3 separate regions of the Mus musculus genome follow, and regions 2 and 3 are each linked to region 1. The links are chromatin contacts, called in public promoter capture Hi-C maps. All regions are on one chromosome and are shown on one strand. The core of a region is the stretch at or near the end of the contact, and the rest is flanking DNA. Distances in the headings are between cores, read along the strand shown.

Region 1 (3,741 bases), core at 767-3,266:
CACTTCACCTTGACCTCAAACCACATCCTGATCCTGCACCTGAGAGTCAGTTGACTGAACTCATTTGTAAAATACACGATCTCCTAAAACATGAGGTCTAGGTTGTGTTCTGTCATCCCCAATGTGTCCTTCCAAGCACAAACGTGAGTGACAGAGATTCAGGGAAAGAAGTCCCTGAGAAGCTCCTGGGAAAGGACCGGAGATTCTAAAGGAAGAATAAATGAAAACGTGATGAAAAATGAGATTTCTCCATATCTGAGACCTGTGTACGGGGTCACCAGCCCTACGTTACAGGGGCTGTAAGCATCACAACGACAAGTAGGACTCTTTGCTCTATAAAGTGTCCAGAGCCGGGGCTGGAGACATGGCTCGGCAGTTAAAAGTGAGTCCTGCTCATGAAGAGGACTCGAATTTGGTTTCCAGCACCACACTGGTGGGCTGCTCACAACTACCCGTAACTCCGACTCCAAGGGACTCCAAAGCTCTCTTGTAGCCTCCCCCGCCCCCCGGCACTGTGCTCACAAACCCACACATAAAGAACATAATCAAAAATAAAAATTAAAACTCTCTCTTACAGTATCTAAAGTGCTACGGAGTTAAATAAAACAGGTATTGACCTTCCGCTTGCTCTGGAAGTGATTTCATAGTCCCACATCTTGTGTCTGTTTCGGCAGATTTGCTTCTAATAATATGCAACTGACCAACATTTTCAGGGACTAGAATGGACAGACATGCCTAAAAAGGATCTGTAGGTTCCATAATCCACAGGGAGGAAGGCTTGTTTAAATTCTATGTATGGTGACATTATGGTGCCCAGAGATGGCACAGGTCCAGACGGATCTCTCCCAGATGGAGGGAGGGCTTCCCGTCATGCTTTCTGCCAACAATCAAATTTTAATTATACATAAGATACTAAAAAACACCCCGTAAAGGGGATCTCCCCCAATATTGCCCAAGAAATTACCAACTGCAAACTTTAGGAGGTGCAGGCGGTCAAGCAAGTCCACTAGAGGGAGCCCTAAGCAACTTTATGCTGCAGGGAGCCTGGGGGCTGCTAAACCCCTGCCTGCAGATTAAACCTCATAAAGAAATAGTGGGAGAAGGCAAGATTGACTGGAGAGGGAAAAAGGAGTCCTGTAAACACTGCACTGACGTCTGGGGATTTCAGGAGCTACAAAACTTATACACCAAGAAATACAAGCTGAGCAAAATTAAGTAGCTGAACTCCAGACTCTTGTCTAATTTGTGTTCCTCTTTGTGGGTCAGCATCCTTTCAACTACCTGTGTCAGAACATGTTTCCCTCACACACCACAGTAGCCTTTTTGAGGCAAACCTTCAGGTTGTTGTTTAAAAAAAAACAAAAACAAAAACAAAAAACAAAAAACAAACAAAACATTTATTTATTTATTTTATGTATCTGGTGGTCTTCAGACACACCAGAAGAGGGCATCCGATACCATTACAGATGGATGTGAACCACCATGCTGTTGCTGGAAATTGAACTCGGGACCTCTGGGAGAGCAGCCAAGTGCTCTCAACCACTGAGCCATCTCTCCAGCCCCCAAACCTTCTGTTTTAAAGTAAATAATGTCACTGTGTTCACACGAAACCTCCAGATATAAAGTAGCTGTGATGGCCGCTATCCCTGCTTTCCCTATGTCTTGCAAAACACTGCTCTCCCAGACTGCAAGTTTGTAGATTCCTAGCCTGGAGAGTCTCCAGACCACAGGTAGTGCCTGTGTAGACATGAATAATAGCTATTCGGCTCCTAAGCCTCTTCTTTAGGGCTAGGATATGGAGGTAAAAAGAGAAGCTTTCCTTTGTATGAGCTGATTTAGCTCACCCACCTGCCTGAGTTTTCCAGTTGCCTGGACAACGTGCAGTATCCAGAAACCCAACATCCCAGTTCTTGGTCCCACCTCTTGAGGAAGTTTTACACCTTGGATTGGCTCCCAGGACCCAGGCTCCTCCCTAGACTCAATCTACTTGGGTCTCTCTTTACTGTCCCCATGACATGTCATTTCCCAGGGAGACACCACACAAGCAACAGAAAGTCTTGCAGGTAGGTAGGAAGGAGGAGAGTACACAAGTTGGGGAGAGAGAAGGGATGTCCAGAAGTTTCTCTAAGAAGCTGACTGCTGCACATAGGATTGTTCTCCCTCAGTGATCCCAGCCCTCCCTAAGGGTCCCAGAGACCAAGAAATGAAGCTTCTATAGAAGTGTAAGATGCACTGGGAGACTGGCACTCTGATGCTCCAGAAACCCCCAACCAACTCAGTGTAAGAGTCAGGAAAGCCTGTCTGTATGCTGACCTACATAGGTCTTCCCTTCGTCAGGACAGCGGGATGCCACCTAAAACCAAAGGAAGGGGGAGAAAAGCTGAGGCACGGAAGAAGAAAAAGAATTCAAGTCCTGGTGAGTCACCATGGGTGAAGGCCAGTGCCCCTGCATGTCCATGTCCACACCAAGGTCCTTAGAGGGAATCCAGCTCCCTGGGCAACAAGACAGAGGGCGTTTGTTTTGGTTTTGTCTTTTGTTCTTTTGACACAGGGTCACTAAGAAACCCAGGCAAGCCTCAAACGTATCCTCCTAGTCCTCCTAGTGCTGGGACAGCCTGGTGCTCACAATGCCTGGCATTAGTTAGGCATTGACACCACAGTTGGCTAAAGTGAGGCTCTCTTGCCCTCCTCTTCAGAGCCCTGAGTTCAGATTCGGCCAGGCTGGGGACCGGAGACTGCCTCTCTCCCCCTGGAGCCCCCTCTAGTCCTTTGCCTCTGTCATCTGTTTCACCCTTCTTTTGAGCACACACCAAGTACAAGGCAGTGAAGGCTTGGCTATGAATTTGTCAGATTTTGGCATTGGGTATCAGTGATCTTCCCCCATCCTGCAAAAAGTGCGGGAGGAAGACAGGGCAGGGGCGAGATCAGCGTAGCCTAAGACTCCGTGGTTTGCCACGACAGGTGTGGAGGCTGAGGCCAAGCACAGGCTGGTGCTGCTCGAGAAGGAGCTGCTTCAGGACCGCTTGGGTAAGGAGTGTGGAGCCTCAGGAGACAGCAGCAATGACAGGTCCTAGTCAGGGTTATCACTGCTGTGAAGAAACACCACAACCAAAGCAACGTGGGGAGGAGATGGTTTATCTGGCTTGCGCACCCAAAGCACTGTTTATTATTGAAAGAAGTCAGGAGAGGAGCTAGGAGCCTGGAGACAGGAGCTGATACGGAAGTCATGGAGGGGTGCTGCTAATTGGCTTGCTCTCCATGGCTTGCTCAGCCTGCTTTTTTATAGAACCCAGGACCACCAGCAAAGGGGTAGCACCACCCACAATGGGCTGGGCCCTCCCCATCATTCACTGATTAAGAAAATGCCCTATAGGCTTAACTATAGCCAGATCTTATAGAGGCATTTTCTTTCTTCCTTCCTTCCTTCCTTCCTTCCTTCCTTCCTTCCTTCCTTCCTTCCTTCCTTCCCTCCCTCCCTCCCTCCCTCCCTCCCTCCCTCCCTCCCTCTCTCTTGTTTGTTTGTTTGTTTTTTGAGACAGGGTTTCTCTGTATAGCCCTGGCTGTCCTGGAACTCACTTTGTAGACCAGGCTGGCCTCGAACTCAGAAATCCGCCTGCCTCTGCCTCCCAAGTGCTGGGATCAAAGGCGTGCGCCACCATGCCCGGCTTCTAATCTTTTTTAAAAAAAGATTTATTTATTTTATGTACATGAGTGTACTGTCCCTGTCTTCAGACACTCCAG
Region 2 (3,962 bases), core at 1,221-3,720, 560 kb after region 1:
GTAAACAGCCAGGCTGGAGAGATGGCTCAGAGGGTAAGGAGCACTGACTGCTCTCCCGAAGGTCCTGAGTTCAATTCCCAGCAACCACATGGTGGCTCATGACCACCCGTGATGAGATCTGACGCCCTCTTCTGCTGCATCTGGAGACAGCTACAGCGTACTTACATATAATAAGTAAATAAATCTTAAAAAAAGAAAGAAAGAAAAGAAAAAGAGTAGACAGCCATGGGCTGGTGAGATGGCTCAGCAGTTAAGAACACTGACTGCTCCTGAGTTAAACTGACTGGTTCTGAGTTCAATTCCCAGTAACTACATGGTGGCTCATGACCATCTATAAAGAGATCTGATGCCCTCCTCTGGCATGCAGATGTACATGCAGACAGAACACTCCTACATTAATCTATATATCTATATCTATATATAAGGTTTTGCCAGGCAGTGATGGTACACTGTTTTGGTTTGGTTTGGTTTGGTTTTGGTTTTTCGAGACAGGGTTTCTTTGTGTAGCCCTGGCTGTCCTGAATCTCACTTTGTAGACCATGCTGGCCTCGAACTCAGAAATCCGCCTGCCTCTGCCTCCCGAGTACTGGGATTAAAGGCATGCACCACCACACCCGGCGATGGTACACATTTTTAATTCCAGTGCTGCTCAGGAGGCACAGGCAGGAGGATCTCTGTGAGTTCAAGGTCTACAAAGCTTCTAGGTTCACAAAATTTCCAGGGCAGTCAGGACTTTTATATAGAGAAACCCTGTCTTGAAAAACCAGAATAAGAAAAAAGAATAGAAAACTACTGGGGATGTGGCTCAGTGGAAGCAGAGGCAGGGGGATTTCCAGTTTGGGGCTGCTCTTGGATAAATAGTAAGACTGTCTAAAATTTTAAAACCTGGGCTGGGAATATAGCTCAGTTGGTAGAGTGCTTGCCGATCATGAGAAAGGTCCTGGGTTCGGTCCTCATACCACATACCCTATGGTCTCTGCACTGGGGAGGCAGAAGCAAGAAGATCAGAAGCTCAAAGTCACCCCTGGAAAAAGTCTCAAAGCATAAAAATAAAAAGAGTAGAGAGCCAGACAAAGGTCTAAATTTGCATCCTGGACCTACTTCTTAATTGTTGGGCAATTAAATCTCAAAATGTTGGGCAGCTGCTTAACTTGTGCCTCAATTTCTCATTTGTAAAATAGGGATGAAAATAGAAATTCTCTCATATCGTGTTTATGAATGTCCTGTTAAAGCTAAATGTGTCATGCGTATGAGTAATCTCAGCACTCTAGAGGCCGAGGCAGGGGATTGGCAAGTTTGAGTCCAGCCTAGGCAATGTAGTAAGACTGTCTCAGGGATACTTACATTGCACATTGAGGATGACAGAGGCATTGGCTGGCCGGCCACTCCCTGGGTCCTGCAGGGAGCAGTTAAGCTCATGTTGGGAGCGCTGGGCAGTAACAGTGAAAGTGCTGGTTCCTCCAGAGAAGGCGTCCCCACCCACACTCAGCAGTCGGGAGGTGGTGGCCTCCTGTAGCTGTCCATCCAGGTACCAGGCTAATCGGGGAGTGGCAGAACCTCCTGCAACCCGACAGGTGAAGGCATGGTGCTCATTCTCCCTAAGCGCTCTCTCAGCCCAGGTCTGACCATCAATTTGCGGCGCCAGCTCCCCTTGACCTGGAACACAGCAGGCAGCCGCTGGGAGGCACTTGGAGAGACCACAGTGAGGTTCAGTTACAGAGAGGCAGCAGGCCAAGAGACAGGGCAGCTGGTTTCTCTGACCAGGATCTGCATAGACTTATGGTAGGGAAGTAGGGATAGGGGAACCCAGCCCTGGAGACTGGAGTGGGTATCGTGAGAGGAGATGCAAGCAAGGAGGGTTTGGCCAAAGGATGAACTGGGGTATACCTGAACTTAAGAGGGCAGGAAGGAGCAGCAGTGTGTGCCGGAGGGTAGCTTGGCTTAGAGGCAATTCCATGGTGATCAGGGACCGGCCTCCAGGCTGCTGAGAGAAGAGTACCAGCCATGTAGGCCTAACAATTCCTGCAATAATTTACCATGCACTGATGTAGACTGGCCCACAGTGGCCAAGACACCGGCACAAATAGACACAATCAGCAAGACCCAAAGGAAGAGACCCTATGGCAACACTTCGTCTCTGTGCGGGCATAGAGGCCAGCACTGACAGTAGATGACCACAGACAGACAGACAGACAGACAGACATGCACAGGCGCCCTTCCCCTTCCCCCCCAAACGATCGTCCTTCTCTTGACCCGGTTCACTCCTCGCTGGCCTTGGCTCTCCCTCCCATATCTCGCCATGCACCGCTTTTCCAATCTCGGCTGCTCAGGTGGACTTGGGCCTAGCAAGAGAGCGTCGCGGATCCGAGGGTCGCTGGAGCATCCTGCTTTCGGGTCAGCTCACCTGGCTCCCTCCCAGAGTGAGCCCCAGCAATTGCTCAAGAAGGCTGAGCACCGCAGTCCGCTGCAAGGGCGGGGCCCGCGCCAGGCAGGACCAATCGCTGCCCGAGCAAGGGCAGGTGGCCGTTCCAGCCCCGCCCTGTCCCGCCTCCTCCCTACCCCCGCCAAGGCCTCCACCGTGAGGCTGGTTAGTAAGCAGGCGGACACAGAGCAGACGCAGTCCGAGAGTCCCGGAAGTTTTATTGGGTCCTGGTTGGGTCAGGGTCCCCCTCTCCATCATTCGGCCGGCCACGCTCAGCGCCCGTTGCTGGGCGCGCGCAGCTGCCCCATCATGTCGGCCAGCATGCGGTTGCACAGCGCGGCGTACGGGTTGAGCAGCACTAGCTGGCGCCGTGCGAACGGGCTGCCCAGTCGCGCAGCCTTCTCGAAGTCCCTGCGGGCGTCGTCGTCCCGGCCCTGAAATCTCGCCAGTAGCCCGCTCTGCACGAAGCTCTGGCGGGCGGCGCGACCCCGGCCGCCGCTCAATGTCACCGCGCGCTCCAAGTCCTCCAGGGCGCCTGCGGGCGGACAGGGAGAGGGCGGCGCAGGTCAGCCGGGTGTGGGCAACCGAGCCCCCGCCCACCTGCCGAGCAGAGCAGCCCATCCCCTCCTTCGTGCAGCAGACTTTTGAACCACGAGGGATTATTTCTAACCCGAGATGAAGGGTTGCTACAATTGGCTTGTGGGCCGCCCACGGGCAGAGCTGAGATCAAAGTCCAAGGCTCTCCTTGGCCTTGTTCCTGGTATGTCCTAACATTAATGCACCCAAACGTGAATGTTTTCTAGAGGATCTGGCCACTGTGTTAGTGAATCCATCAATTATCAAATAGTCGTAGTTCACACAAGTGGAGCCTAGCACCTACTGTGTGTTTGGTGGCCCACTTTGAACCCTAGAGTTCAAGAAATCTCATTAGCTAACAGAACTGTTTCCTCTTTTCCAATGCAGACTACGAAAGCGGCACGTTCCCCATTTTTCTCCTTCATTATCTCCACGGTCTTCATTACTCTGTATCTTATTTCATTGGAAGAAGGTCGTGGAGCCAGAGCTGGCTGCACTGTTTTATTTTCGTGATTCTCAGAGGAACGTACTTGGATTGAGTTTCAGAACTCATCCCGGAACCTCAGGCAGCCAGCTTAGGGTTTCTGTTAGGTCCACGGGCTGCTTTCTTTGGACCCTGCCTCTATTCATAGTCTCCAGTTTCCTAAAGAGGCTGCCAGGGCCCTTGCATTGCTCAGCACCATCGTGGAGAAAGGCTGAGTTTCCCTCAGAGGTCCAGGTTGGGACTGCAGACTGAGCAGCTCTGGGACCAGCTCAGTTTCCCTCTTCACAGCTAGTCTGCAGGAATCCAAGCCTCTACAAGTGGAGTTACCTCTGCATCTCCAGGCTTTCCATCTGTAGGTTGTCAACAACAACCTATGGCAGACAAGCCTCCTGTCATTAGGATGAGGTCCAAATTCTCCAGTTTAGGTTCTAGGAACACCCCACCAGCTAGTCTTACCTATGGCCTGGTCTCCAACTCCTA
Region 3 (4,165 bases), core at 769-3,268, 980 kb before region 1:
TGACTCCCCGAGTCCCACCTCCCCGAGCTGCTGAGCCCTGTGGCAGAGCAGACTCGAGACCCTATAACCCTACATACCATTGATTTTTTTGGTTAATTAGTGCCCTCTGGTCTCCACGCAACTAAGGAACAACAGTTCTTCTGGTCTGGTCAAGGCAAGTTTAAAGTTAGCAGCCAGAGTCACAGGCTTCTCCCTCAGGTCTGTCTCCAGCGTACTCTGGAGACCGCAGTGTGAAGAGGACTCCCTGAAACTATGTGCTTCTACACCACAATGCAGTTCTACCCTTGACATATTCTCTATGAGAAGAAGCCCAACTCTAGACACCTCCTGCTGAGGAATGGTGGGCCTGGAAGGACATCTAGAAGGAGTTTGGAAGCAAAATTAGCTGATATCACTTTGGTTCTGGTGGACCTACTAAGTGCTCCCTTGAGACACTCTCAGGTCTCTTTGAATGACGGCATGCTCGGCTTTACCTGTCCCTTGGATATTTTATACTTATATCTACAGTTCACAAAAAATAACTCCCTTGAACTTGCTGTAGAGTCAAGGATGACCCTAACTTCTGATCCCCCTGCCCTACCTCTCTAGATGTGGGACTAGAGGTGTGGTCTAAACATGCCTGATTTACAGGTTGCTGGGGAAGGAATCGGAAATTCATAATGGTAGGCAAGCTCTCTCCTAACTGAGCTACACCCCTAGCTAATATTAACCCTTTACCTATTTCTATTAAATTGGAGCTTCCAGATGGGGAGATGAATTTGAGATCTGCCAATTTCCCCGGGAATGTAAGACTCTGGGGGAGGAGGTAGGTGTCTAGAAGTAGGTTTCCTACCTACTGAATGGACAATTGGGAATCTCTTGTCTTGTAGCTACTGCTATGAAGTAGGGTGGCACAGTGGTAGTATGGTGGGGTAGCTTGGTGGTTGTAGTGGTTTAAATGAAAATGATCCCATAGATTCTAGGGAGTGGTGCTATTTGAAAAGATTAAGTGCTGTGGCCTTGTTGGATTGGTGTGGACTTATCGGAGGAAGTGGGCTTCAAATGCTCCAGGCAGGCCCAGTGTCTGCACCCTTCTCTCCCTTCTGCCTACAGATCCAGGTGTAGAATTCTTGGTTACTTCTCTAGCATTAAGGCTGCCTCTATGCTGCCCTGCTTTCCACCATGATGAGGACAGACCAACCCTCAGCCAGCCCCAACTAAATGTTTTCCTTTATAAGAGTTGCTGTGGTCATGGCATCTATTCACAGAGATAAAACCCTAATGAAGACGCCCAAACGTTCTCTCTCTCCTGCTGCCTGCAGATCCAGATATAGAATTCCTAGCACCATGTCTGCCTACATGCTTGCATGCTTGCGCCATGACAATAATGGACTCTGAAATCATAAGCCAGCCCCAATTAAATGTTTTCTTTTTTAAGAGTTGCTGTGGCCATGATGTCTCTGCACAGCAATAAAAACCCTAAGACGGTGGTAGTGTGTGGCTCGGTAGTAGAGTGGGCCTCATCTTGTAGGGAATGCTCTTTCAGCCACAGAATTGCCTGTAACTGCTTCTAACTGCTCTCTCTCTCTCTCCCTTCTTTTTAATTTCTGTGAGAAGAATCCCAGTTTGCTTTCTCTGAGCTTTGTGTGTGTATGTGTGTGTGTGCGCGCACGCGTGCGTGTGAGCATCACAACTTGTATTTTCCCACTTAGCAAAATATTAATTATCCTACCCTGGAACCTCTCTGTCGGGTGTATTTTCCTCGTGCCACCCTCTAAGCTGTGGGGTACCAAGAAACTGCTGTGTTTTTCCCTCATCTCAGCAAGACTCCTGTAGTGTCTGAGGGGAGACCTGTCCCACCTCGCTGGGTGCAGGCTAACCTCTGTGCCTCACAGTGGCATCCAGTGCTCCTGCTGTCTCAGCACGGCTCACACAGTGTGGGAACCTGTCATTTTCCTCCAGGAGGCTGTGAACGTAACTGCACCTGTATTCACACTATCATCTGAATTCCCAATGCCTAGTGCAGTGTCTGGCATAGAGTCATGGCTCTCGGAGCAGTTCCAGTGAAGCAGGTAAATGAATGAAAATAAAGAAAATAATGAAAATAAGGAACAGAGTGAAGGAGGCGCAGCTTCCTGTCTGCACCACGGCATCGGTGTCACCTCTTGCACAGTCCCATATGGAACTTATGACTTGAGCCCTTCCTGCCCTGGGTGTCTGGTGAGTCCTAACCTCTGTCCCTGCCTACTGAGGGGGAAGGCTCCAGGGAGCAAGTGCAGCCAAACGCAGAGTTTGAAAGAGTCTTAGTGAACAAGCGATTGATGGTCATCTGGATCCACCATGGGAGAATTGGTCCCTGGTCGCTGAGAAGGAAAAGCCTCCGAATTCTAAGCACTGGCCTCTCGGGTCCCACTTCCCACTAACACAGTGAGCAGAAAATGGATTGGTTTTTCTCTGCTTCACAGATGAGGAGATTGTGGTGTGAGACGTGGAATTAAGCTTTACCCAAGGTGACAGAGCTGCCCAGGGACCAGGTTCAGGCTGAAGGGTTATTCTTTTTGTTGTTGTTGTTGTTGTTTTGTTTGTTTGTTTTTCGAGACAGGGTTTCTCTGTGTAGCCCTGGCTGTCCTGGAACTCACTCTGTAGACCAGGCTGGCCTTGAACTCAGAAATCTGCCTGCCTCTGCCTCCCAAGTGCTGGGATTAAAGGCATGCGCCACCACGCCCGGCTGGGTTATTCTTTTTTTAATAACTTCTGACCAACAGGATAGCTGAATGCAGCCTAGCCCCCAAATTGTAAACTTAGTTAAAACGCTATGTTCTATTTTTTGCAATTAAAAATAATTACTATGTTGTGTGTGTGAGAGAGAGAGAGAGAGAGAGACAGAGACAGAGACAGAGAGACACAGAGAGAGAGACAGAGAGACAGAGAGCACACAAGCACAACGTTCAGTCTCCTCTTCCATCACGTGGGTTCCAGGGCTTGAACTCAGGTCATCAGGCTTGGTGACAAGTCCTTGACCCATGGAGCCATCTGTTAGCTGCAATTTGTGTGGTTTGTGAGCACAAACAACTTGTGTAGCAATAACAAAAGGCTTGGCATGTCTGGGGGCATGCGCATGGTGGCTATGAGGGCTCTTAACTGAAATGAGAAAGAAAATGAGGGTGTGGGTGGGGTAGGGTTTGGTGGTGCGTGCGTGCGTGCGTGTGTGTGTGTGTGTGTGTGTGTGTGTGTGTGTGTGTGTGTGTGTGTGCAGCATGTATGGGGGATGGGTTGGCGGTGTGTGCAGTGTGTGTGTGTGTGTGGGTGCAGTATGTGCAGTGTGTGTGTGTGCAGCATGTATGGAGGGTGGCTTGGTGGTGTGTGCAGTGTGCGTGTGTGTGGTGGGTTGAGTGTGTGTGCAGTGGGTGGGGGTGGGGGTTGGTAGTGTGTGCAGTTGGGGCGGGGGCTCAGGCTGCATCCTGGAGCCTGATGCCTTCCAGCCTGTGCTGTGGAGAACAGAGAGAGAAGGGCAGAGCTGCTCATCCTGAGTTTGGGAGGGGGTGGAGGGGTGGGGTGGAGGGGAGGTCCAGAGGTGGAGGTAGAGAGGATGAGGGGATGAGGGATTGGGAGAGCTGCTGGGTCTCTTTTCTTAAAGTGGGTTGAGGCTCCAGTGAGGCGGTAGAGCTGGAAGCCATGAGAGCCTTCTGTGCTCTGGAAGCCATCAGAGCCTTCTGGGCTCTGGTTCGTGGGAGCCTCCTCAGCCCCTCAGGTTGGAAGCATCAGTCTCAAGCCCCATCCCCACTCTTCCCTGCTGCCCAGATCAGACACCAAAATATTTCCACATTTCCTTTGGAAAAATCCTGGGAGGTCTGTTTATGGCTATAGCATTGAGGCACACATCTGTGCACAGTTTGGCTGGGACATCTGGAAACCCAGGAACTGGAGTGTGGGGGAATTTGGAGCACATGCTACATACCTTTATCCCCAAAGAGTTTCCCTATCTCTTCAGGACTGCCATATCTGTTGGATCCTGTTTCTGTAAATAGTACCCACCCCCCAACACACACACAGTCTTTATCTGCATACATCTACACTCACAGAATACTGTCACACACACTTGGTTTCAGTAGGGTGAACTGCACACAGGGACATTCCTGACTTCAAACACGACACTTATTCATAATGCCCCAGCTCTAGGGAGCCC

What was found. Promoter capture Hi-C pulls out the DNA fragments that hold promoters and counts their contacts.
Region 2: a promoter capture Hi-C map of pre-B cells shows a contact between it and region 1, with 2.2 times the contacts expected there. The contact joins the promoter of Tmem25 here to the promoter of Ccdc153 in region 1. A contact is called at or near these places in 4 of 39 promoter capture datasets (cranial neural crest, fetal liver, hippocampal neurons and 1 more).
Region 3: a contact with region 1 is called in a promoter capture Hi-C map of liver, with 5 times the contacts expected there. The contact joins the promoter of D630033O11Rik here to the promoter of Ccdc153 in region 1. A contact is called at or near these places in 2 of 39 promoter capture datasets (hippocampal neurons and liver) and 1 of 115 datasets of contacts at active chromatin or transcription factors (pancreatic cancer cells).

What each region holds. Positions count from the first base shown.
Region 1 is chr9:44,238,661-44,242,401 of GRCm38.p6, forward strand. It overlaps Ccdc153 (coiled-coil domain containing 153), which reads left to right and starts at 2,017. Exons shown (of 7, transcript NM_001081369.2): 1 at 2,017-2,063; 2 at 2,338-2,416; 3 at 2,962-3,027. The coding sequence starts at 2,347.
Region 2 is chr9:44,796,777-44,800,738 of GRCm38.p6, forward strand. It overlaps Tmem25 (transmembrane protein 25), which reads right to left and starts at 2,471. Exons shown (of 8, transcript NM_001357385.1): 1 at 1,888-2,471; 2 at 1,345-1,656. The coding sequence starts at 1,957. It overlaps Ttc36 (tetratricopeptide repeat domain 36), which reads right to left. Exons shown (of 3, transcript NM_138951.1): 3 at 2,624-2,957. The coding sequence ends at 2,695.
Region 3 is chr9:43,257,861-43,262,025 of GRCm38.p6, forward strand. It overlaps D630033O11Rik (RIKEN cDNA D630033O11 gene), which reads left to right and starts at 2,019. Exons shown (of 3, transcript NR_168927.1): 1 at 2,019-2,199.